Regions from separate parts of the Bos taurus genome. Here region 2 is linked to region 1. Evidence: chromatin contacts called from public Hi-C data. All regions are on one chromosome and are shown on one strand. The core of a region is the stretch at or near the end of the contact, and the rest is flanking DNA. Distances in the headings are between cores, read along the strand shown.

The links. A called contact is a pair of places that touch in the nucleus more often than the background predicts.
Region 2: a contact with region 1 is called in a Hi-C map of skeletal muscle, with 8 times the contacts expected there. The contact joins the promoter of GNAI3 here to the promoter of AHCYL1 in region 1. A contact is called at or near these places in 2 of 11 Hi-C or Micro-C datasets (skeletal muscle and an unstated tissue).

What each region holds. Positions count from the first base shown.
Region 1 is chr3:33,443,199-33,446,722 of ARS-UCD2.0, forward strand. It overlaps AHCYL1 (adenosylhomocysteinase like 1), which reads right to left and starts at 1,629. Exons shown (of 17, transcript NM_001101052.2): 1 at 1,232-1,629. The coding sequence starts at 1,351.
Region 2 is chr3:33,897,275-33,900,610 of ARS-UCD2.0, forward strand. It overlaps GNAI3 (G protein subunit alpha i3), which reads right to left and starts at 1,963. Exons shown (of 9, transcript NM_001034677.1): 1 at 1,742-1,963. The coding sequence starts at 1,859. It also overlaps a transcript of GPR61 not described here.

The sequences.
Region 1 (3,524 bases), core at 379-2,878:
TTCTCAATCCTGTATTAGATTTCTGGAGTGGCAGGTTAATTTCCTTAAAAGAAAAAACAAACAAACAAAAAAATCATCTCTCCCACAGCCTGAAGGACTGTCACTATCTACAAATCTTGCTTTGTGCAGCTTACACCAGCAGTGCATCCCATCAAACACTGCAGGTGGGGACAGCCTTGAAACTCTGTCTTTATATAGGAGGGAAATATTTACCCAGGTTCTTACTGGTTTCAGAAAGGTCACCTCTCTGCAAAGGTTCTCTTGTTCTCCGTTAACTGGTGCCAGTGATGTAGAAAATCAAAATGTGGTTGGCAGTAAACACTCAGAAAGCACCAAGGATCCCAATTCCACCACTCAGAGAGCTGGTTAGATTAATACTTCCAAAGGCTGCCATTTAATCTTCCAAAATAAAAGAATTAGAAGAATGGTCTTTGAGCTCAACCCACAGCATAATAGACTAAACCTGTTCTTCCTCAGTAAGTGCAGTAAAGAATGAGCAATCGCTCCTTACCACCCACCCCTCCAACCCACCCAAGCTCCTTTCTCAAGGGATGCCGAAGTGATCTATTCACACGACTCTACCATCAACCTGTATCCATGAGTGTCTGCTGTCACTAACCTCCAAACGTTAATTTCTTACATGTGTCGAAGCAACTAGACGACCACAGAAGATGAAAATTAGTCTTCAATTTCATGCTGCCCTCATGCTTTTCACCTGCATAAAAGAGCTAGCTAGCTCCACGCATTTTTTTTTCCCCATCTTGCCTCCAAGATCACACGCAGTTGTTGGCTAAGCCGGCCACTGCTCCCAAAGAAGCACTATCAGATTTACCTGCTCACCTGAGGGGAGAGTTCCCGTACACCCTCATCCCCTGGGGCTGGTCACTGGGGTCAGCAGACTTCGCTCACCTCTCTCCCACTCCCATCTCTGAGGCCCTTCATCTAGGATAAGTCAGCCGCAAATTTAAGGCCTGGCCGTGCTGGGTTTCGAAAAGATCCCGGAGGACTTGGGCCGAGGGACAAAGGAAAGTGAGGTCAGGGTCGGCCTTTCCAGCTTGGGATAGGCCTGGGGCCGCTCACTCTCCACCCCTCACACCACCTCCGTAGTCCTGGGTCCCTGAAACCTCGCCCCTTAAGTCCCAAACTAGCTGGAGCCCAGGGCCGGGGCTGGCTCGCGCCCCTTCCTCGAGGCCCCAACCCGGACCCCCGCCGCCACCCAGAGCCCCCGCACCTTTTTGGGCGCCTTGGTGACGGTGGCCATGAAGGAGTACTTCTCGGCGTCCTCAATCTCCTTGGCCTGCTTCAGCTCCTCCCCGACACCGGGCAGCGGCATCGCGTCAGGCATCGACATCCCCCGGCCGGCCGGGCCCGCGGCTGACCCGCCGCCCCCGCCTCTTTCCCTCACGGGCGCCCGCCCGCCTGCCCGCGCGGCGCCCTCCGACACGCGCTCGCCCACCCTCCCGCCGGGCCCCAAGCTAAGCCGCGTCGGGTGCTGAGGTGCTGTGGCCCGCGCCTCCTCTGCTCCGCGGTCCAAGACAGCCGGACAGCGACAGCGGCGACAGGAGCACCAGAAGCAGCAACGCGGAGCTCCGACCGGCCCGCGCCGCCACCTCCGCCGCACGCAAACACGGACGCAAAGTAAGGGTAGAGGGCGGTGACGCCACGTCGAGTACTGGCAGCTCCCAGCGGGCGGGGGGAGAGGCGGGGAGAACGGCGCTCTGTCATGACGTCACTACGCTGGACTGGGCCGCTGAAGCCACCTTTTCTTCCTCGCTCGAGGGGGAAGGGAAGCTCCAGGGGTGAGCCGCGCCCTTGTATGCCGCCAGGTGGCGCCATTACCTTGCGAGGAGCGCGCGGTTCCTGCAAGGTTGCCGCGGTGCTGGAGGGCCTTTGGACTGCGGAATGCCAGGGGAGGCCTCAGAAGGGTGTAGGGATGCTTGGGAACGAGTACCAGAGCCTTACACAACACAGCCTACAGCCAGTCCTAGGAAGCTTCCGGCGCCCTACGTAGCCCACTCGCTCAATGCCCCATGCCCAGGCTCTTTGAACCAGAACCTCCTTCCCAAGAGGCAGTGTTTGCCTCTTTGACACCGTAAGAGTGGGCAGAACAGAACCAGAGCAGTGTGGTTTCTGCGCAACACTTTGTGACCTCCTCCACCACCGTCTCCGCTGGGCCTTGCTTGTTTACAAGTTCTTCATGTCGCGGAGCTGATGGGATAGGGCTAACGATGGGTAAGAGGGTGGGAGAGGAAAAGGGGTGGGGGAGGGGAAGAGAAGTCGACGAGCCCTTCCATCCCCCCACCCCCAAGCGTTTCACTCTGCCAGCTTCCAGGGCAGCACTAGGGCATTTATGAAATATTCACATGCTTTTACTGGGCCTGGCTATGTGCTACCCCTGTGCCAAGGCCCTGGATAGTACAGATGTGTGTAATACGTTTTTTGTTTCTAAAGGCTTAGTCCAGCTGGTGAGGCAATGTCAGCTGAGGTTGCTTGTCCTTTGACATTCAAATGACATTGGCTCAAATGTCCACGTCCTGTGGAAAGTCCAATGCTCCCCCCTCCCCGATTTCTGTGAATTACTGGGGGGACAGAAATTTTCAAGGTTACCTCTGGCTCTAGTTTTCTGCCTCATCTGAAGTTTTAGTCGCTATTCTGGTCTTTGTGGCTGTTTCTTTAGTTCCTGCTTGTCAATTCAAATGTGGAGAACAGTCCCTTCTCCTTTCAACCCCCACCCCTATTCCAAAACAACCACAAAAATAATGCTGTAACATGTAGCAGAACTTTTAATGAAGTTTTGTGGGCCACAAGGGAGAGGTTACATCACATCACAAACAATTTGAAGTCACATTTCTGAAATGTTCTAAAAAGTTATTTTGGCCATCTCGTCACCCGGGACTTCTCATTAGCCCCACCACCCCACAAAGCTCCCTAGTCTATTGCCTGTTTCATCCCCTGTCCTCCTGTTCCTCCCTTCCCATGCCTCCGCCTCACCCTTCCCTCTTTGATTGACTGGGAAGCCAGATTCCTCTCCACTCTGCTGAGTGTTCAAGACTTCCCAGGGCTCTTTTCCTAAATTCCTCCCATCCCACCTTCTTCCTTCCACTTCAGAGACCCAACAGGTCAACTCTGAAGAAAGAAGTTGTGGCTTGAAGTAACATTTTCCCAACTGGTTTACAAAAGGTTGGGAAGAGTGTAAAATACTTGCTTCTGGGGCCTCAGGAGTCTTAGTCAGAGAATCCCATGTTCCAACCGCCCAGCCCCATGAGGTTGCCTGTTTGAACTGGGTTGTGGAAGTGTCTGGAAGGATGCATTTCTGCAAATTTTCATTTTAGGATTCTCTCCTCTGCCCACTCTTTTTTAATTAAAAAAAATTATTCAAATGTAGTTGATTTACAATGTTCTGTTAGTTTCGGGTGCTGTAAATACTTTTTTTTCTTTCTGGCCATGCCATCCTGCCTGTAGGATCTTAGTTCCCTGAGTAGGAATCAAACTCAAGCCCCCTGCAGTGAAAGCACAGAGTCTTA
Region 2 (3,336 bases), core at 713-3,212, 450 kb after region 1:
TTTACTTTCATAACCAACTGATCAATAGAAACAATGCTAATGCCTTGAGTACTATAGTTCATATCAAACATCTGAAAGATCCCAAGGAGCTATGTCCAACAGTAGCTGGCACATGCTGGTTAACAGTTTATATTTAAGCATCTACTAAATACCAGGGACCATGCTCATTCACAAATGATACCTGTTCTATGGAAGAGTAGCAGTTTGAAACTTCAATTTTTTTTTTCATACATTCTGTAAGATCAAGAATTCAAACTGAAGGCTTAAACTCCAGTGCATAACTTCCTTTCTTTATTCAAAAAGCTGTTACCAGGCCTCCTGCAACCTACAAACTACCAAATACGTTAACATGAAAAGACTAGCATGGGCACCCTGAACACCCTAGAGTACAAAATAAACCCTGGGTTATGGTGGTACATTCTGTCCTCTGGAGCTTCACACCATAAAAATTTGGCACTTCTCCTAAAGCAACTTCTTTTTCCCAAAAATCAATTGTTTTAAAAAGCAAAGTTCTATTGCTTACAGAAACCATTACTTCCATTTACTCTTCCCTAACAGATCCCTAGAAAATACTAACAGTGAAGAAAAAACATGGCCTGATTTATTGGTAAGCTGACATCAGGGTATTTTATATGATTCACTGAGCTTCTAGAAAACAATCTCTCAAAAATTCTAAAACTAACTAGGCTGAGTAAAATGCATCTGACTGTACATAAAAACTACTTAAAACGAATGTCAAGTAAAATAAACAGTAATTCCCGAAGCCAATATTTTTCGTTTGAAGAAACAAAAAAGCCCAGCTCAAAAGAAGTCTGTCACAATCATCTTTTACAGTAAGTCCAATTCCATAATTTATCCTAAGATAACTGCATTCCCACTGCACATCATCCCTAGCAAATATTCATCAACTCCCACTGTGTAACCTATTGTCATCATCACATCCTATGCCACAAACCTCAAACAAGCCAGTCCTTAAATATCCTCAGCTCACACCAGCTCCCCCTTTATAAAAACAATGGAAGGAGTTATAAAAAACCTTAAGAAAATAAAAATAATACGAAATAGTGGATAAGTACACACAGCCTCTACACTCAAACTCTTTACCTTTACACCTGAGAACTTGTCAGTTATTTCAACCATACACTTTTATGTTCCTGGGTTCTTTTATGTTCTAGGGGTCCTCCACCTCAGCGAGAGCTCGAAATGTCCACTCTCTAATAAATGACAGGGTCCTATGTGACCACTCTGTCCAAGACCCCCTCTCTATTTATATTAATTATTCAAACCCCCACCCCAGCTCTAATCTGTCATAAAGTATCACCACGCTCCAAACTCACAGTCCATTATACAAGCCCAACACACTCTCCCGTCCTCAACACCAACTTACTCTAACCCTTCCCTTGAAAAACCTTCTCTAACATCAGCTCTTCCTTTATGAGCTTTTCCCATATTCCCAATACAGTCTCAATGTCCTATTGGACCACATTTCGAAGCTCCTTCGCTAAACACAATCCAGCATGGTGGCACACCCTCTTTTCAGCCTAATTCCTACAACCCCAAAACCCCACCCCCTCATCACGCCCTCCGGCATCAGCCACCAACCCCACACCCCGCCCCACGTCCGTCACGCCCTCCAGATTCTTCGGGGTCCTCTTCTCCCGCCCGGCCCGACCCCCCATTAGGACTCTCAAGTGCCTGGGTCCTCTAAACCACCCCGCCAGCCCCGCCCCCAGCCCCTCACCGAGTAGCAGCAGCTTCACTTCTTTGGCCGCTTTCTCCCCGTCCTCCCGCAAGTTGCGGTCGATCATCTTGCTTCGCTCCACCGCCGCCTTATCTTCGGCGCTCAACGTGCACCCCATGGCGGCGGCGGAAGAAGGGACCGGGCCGGGGCTCACTCAAAAACCGCGGAGACTGCGGCTTAGCAGGCGGAGAGAAGAGTCTACTGCTGGGCGGCGGCCCTCTCCGTCAGCTCCCAGAGCGCCCAGAGGAACCGGATATCCGGCGTTTTACGACACTTCCGGCAACGCCCGCGGCCGTTACTTCTTCGACCTCCCTAGCTGGGGTAAAGGAGGCGTGACCAAAAGCGGAAGTACGGAGAGAGAGAGAGACCAGGACGCCGAGTGTCGGTTCCGAGTTGTAGGGCGGCCCTGTCGAGTTTACCGGGCGCCGCTCGACTTTAGTCCCCTTTCACCTTTTTGGCTGTCTTATTTGGATGAATATAGAGATACCAGGGACTGGTTTCTCCGGTTCAAGGCACCCTCCCGAGGTCGCACGGCCGATTGGCGTGGGGAATGGGAATTCCCAAGAAAAGCCCGCAATCCGCACGGGAATTTCTGCTGGGAATTTTTCACTGGCCAGAAAACGCAGTTAAATTCTGGCTGTGGAGATCTGAGACCAAGTGTAGGATAGTTTGTCTGTTGGCGTCGTCCCAGCCAGAGCTGTGGGATGAGAATTACAGAGTCTGGGCCTCGCCGCGGTCACGCTCCACATCTGGAAAAAGTTAAGACCCACCATGCCTGGGACTTTGCAGTCCCTTTCTGCCCTCTCCTCTGGCTCACCTACTGGTACCCAGTGGGCTTGAGAGTTTCCCAGCTACTGTATCGGTAAAAGATCTCTTGAAATCGGTAACAGATCTTGCATAAGGTAAGAATGTGGTTTTTCCATGAAATTTCCATGCTGCCTTTCCCCCACACAAGCCAGGTTTAGCCCTGACATATTGTCGTGTGTTAAGGGCTTAGGACTTCTACCAAGATTAGTCAACCAAAGTTCCACACCCTAAAACAAACCAGTGCATCCTATTAAAATTTCCTGTTGGGGTAACACACGAAAAGAGAAGTCATAGTAAAATTTGTTTCTCAGCTATAGTATCACCTGGAAGTTGATAAATCCCCTATGAAAGCCCCACACTGATACTCTTTTTACTCATAATCCTGGATTCTATGGTGAAAGTAGCCCTACATTACCGTTACTTCCAAAGAGCCCCACAAAAACATTCACCATACATTCTAGGGAGGGGAACTCGTGCAGCCTCCAAGACCTTACCCTATGATTAAATATTATTTCCCCAGTCGAACCTAGACCTTAGAATATAAGATCCCAACAGAAAGATATATACAGTGACTGATGATCATTAGAGGGATTTCTTGAAAACCACATTAAATAGCCTCATGCACCTTAATTTATCAATGCCAGTTCTTCAAAGTTCCAAGTCTCCTACTCTTCCTAGTGACTGTTAGAATATCAATACTTACGGGGAGAAAGGGCAAGAAGAAGGGAAGAAAAAACGATATTTATTGAGTACCTATTTGCCAGGTGTGACTAGGTACTTCGATGTGT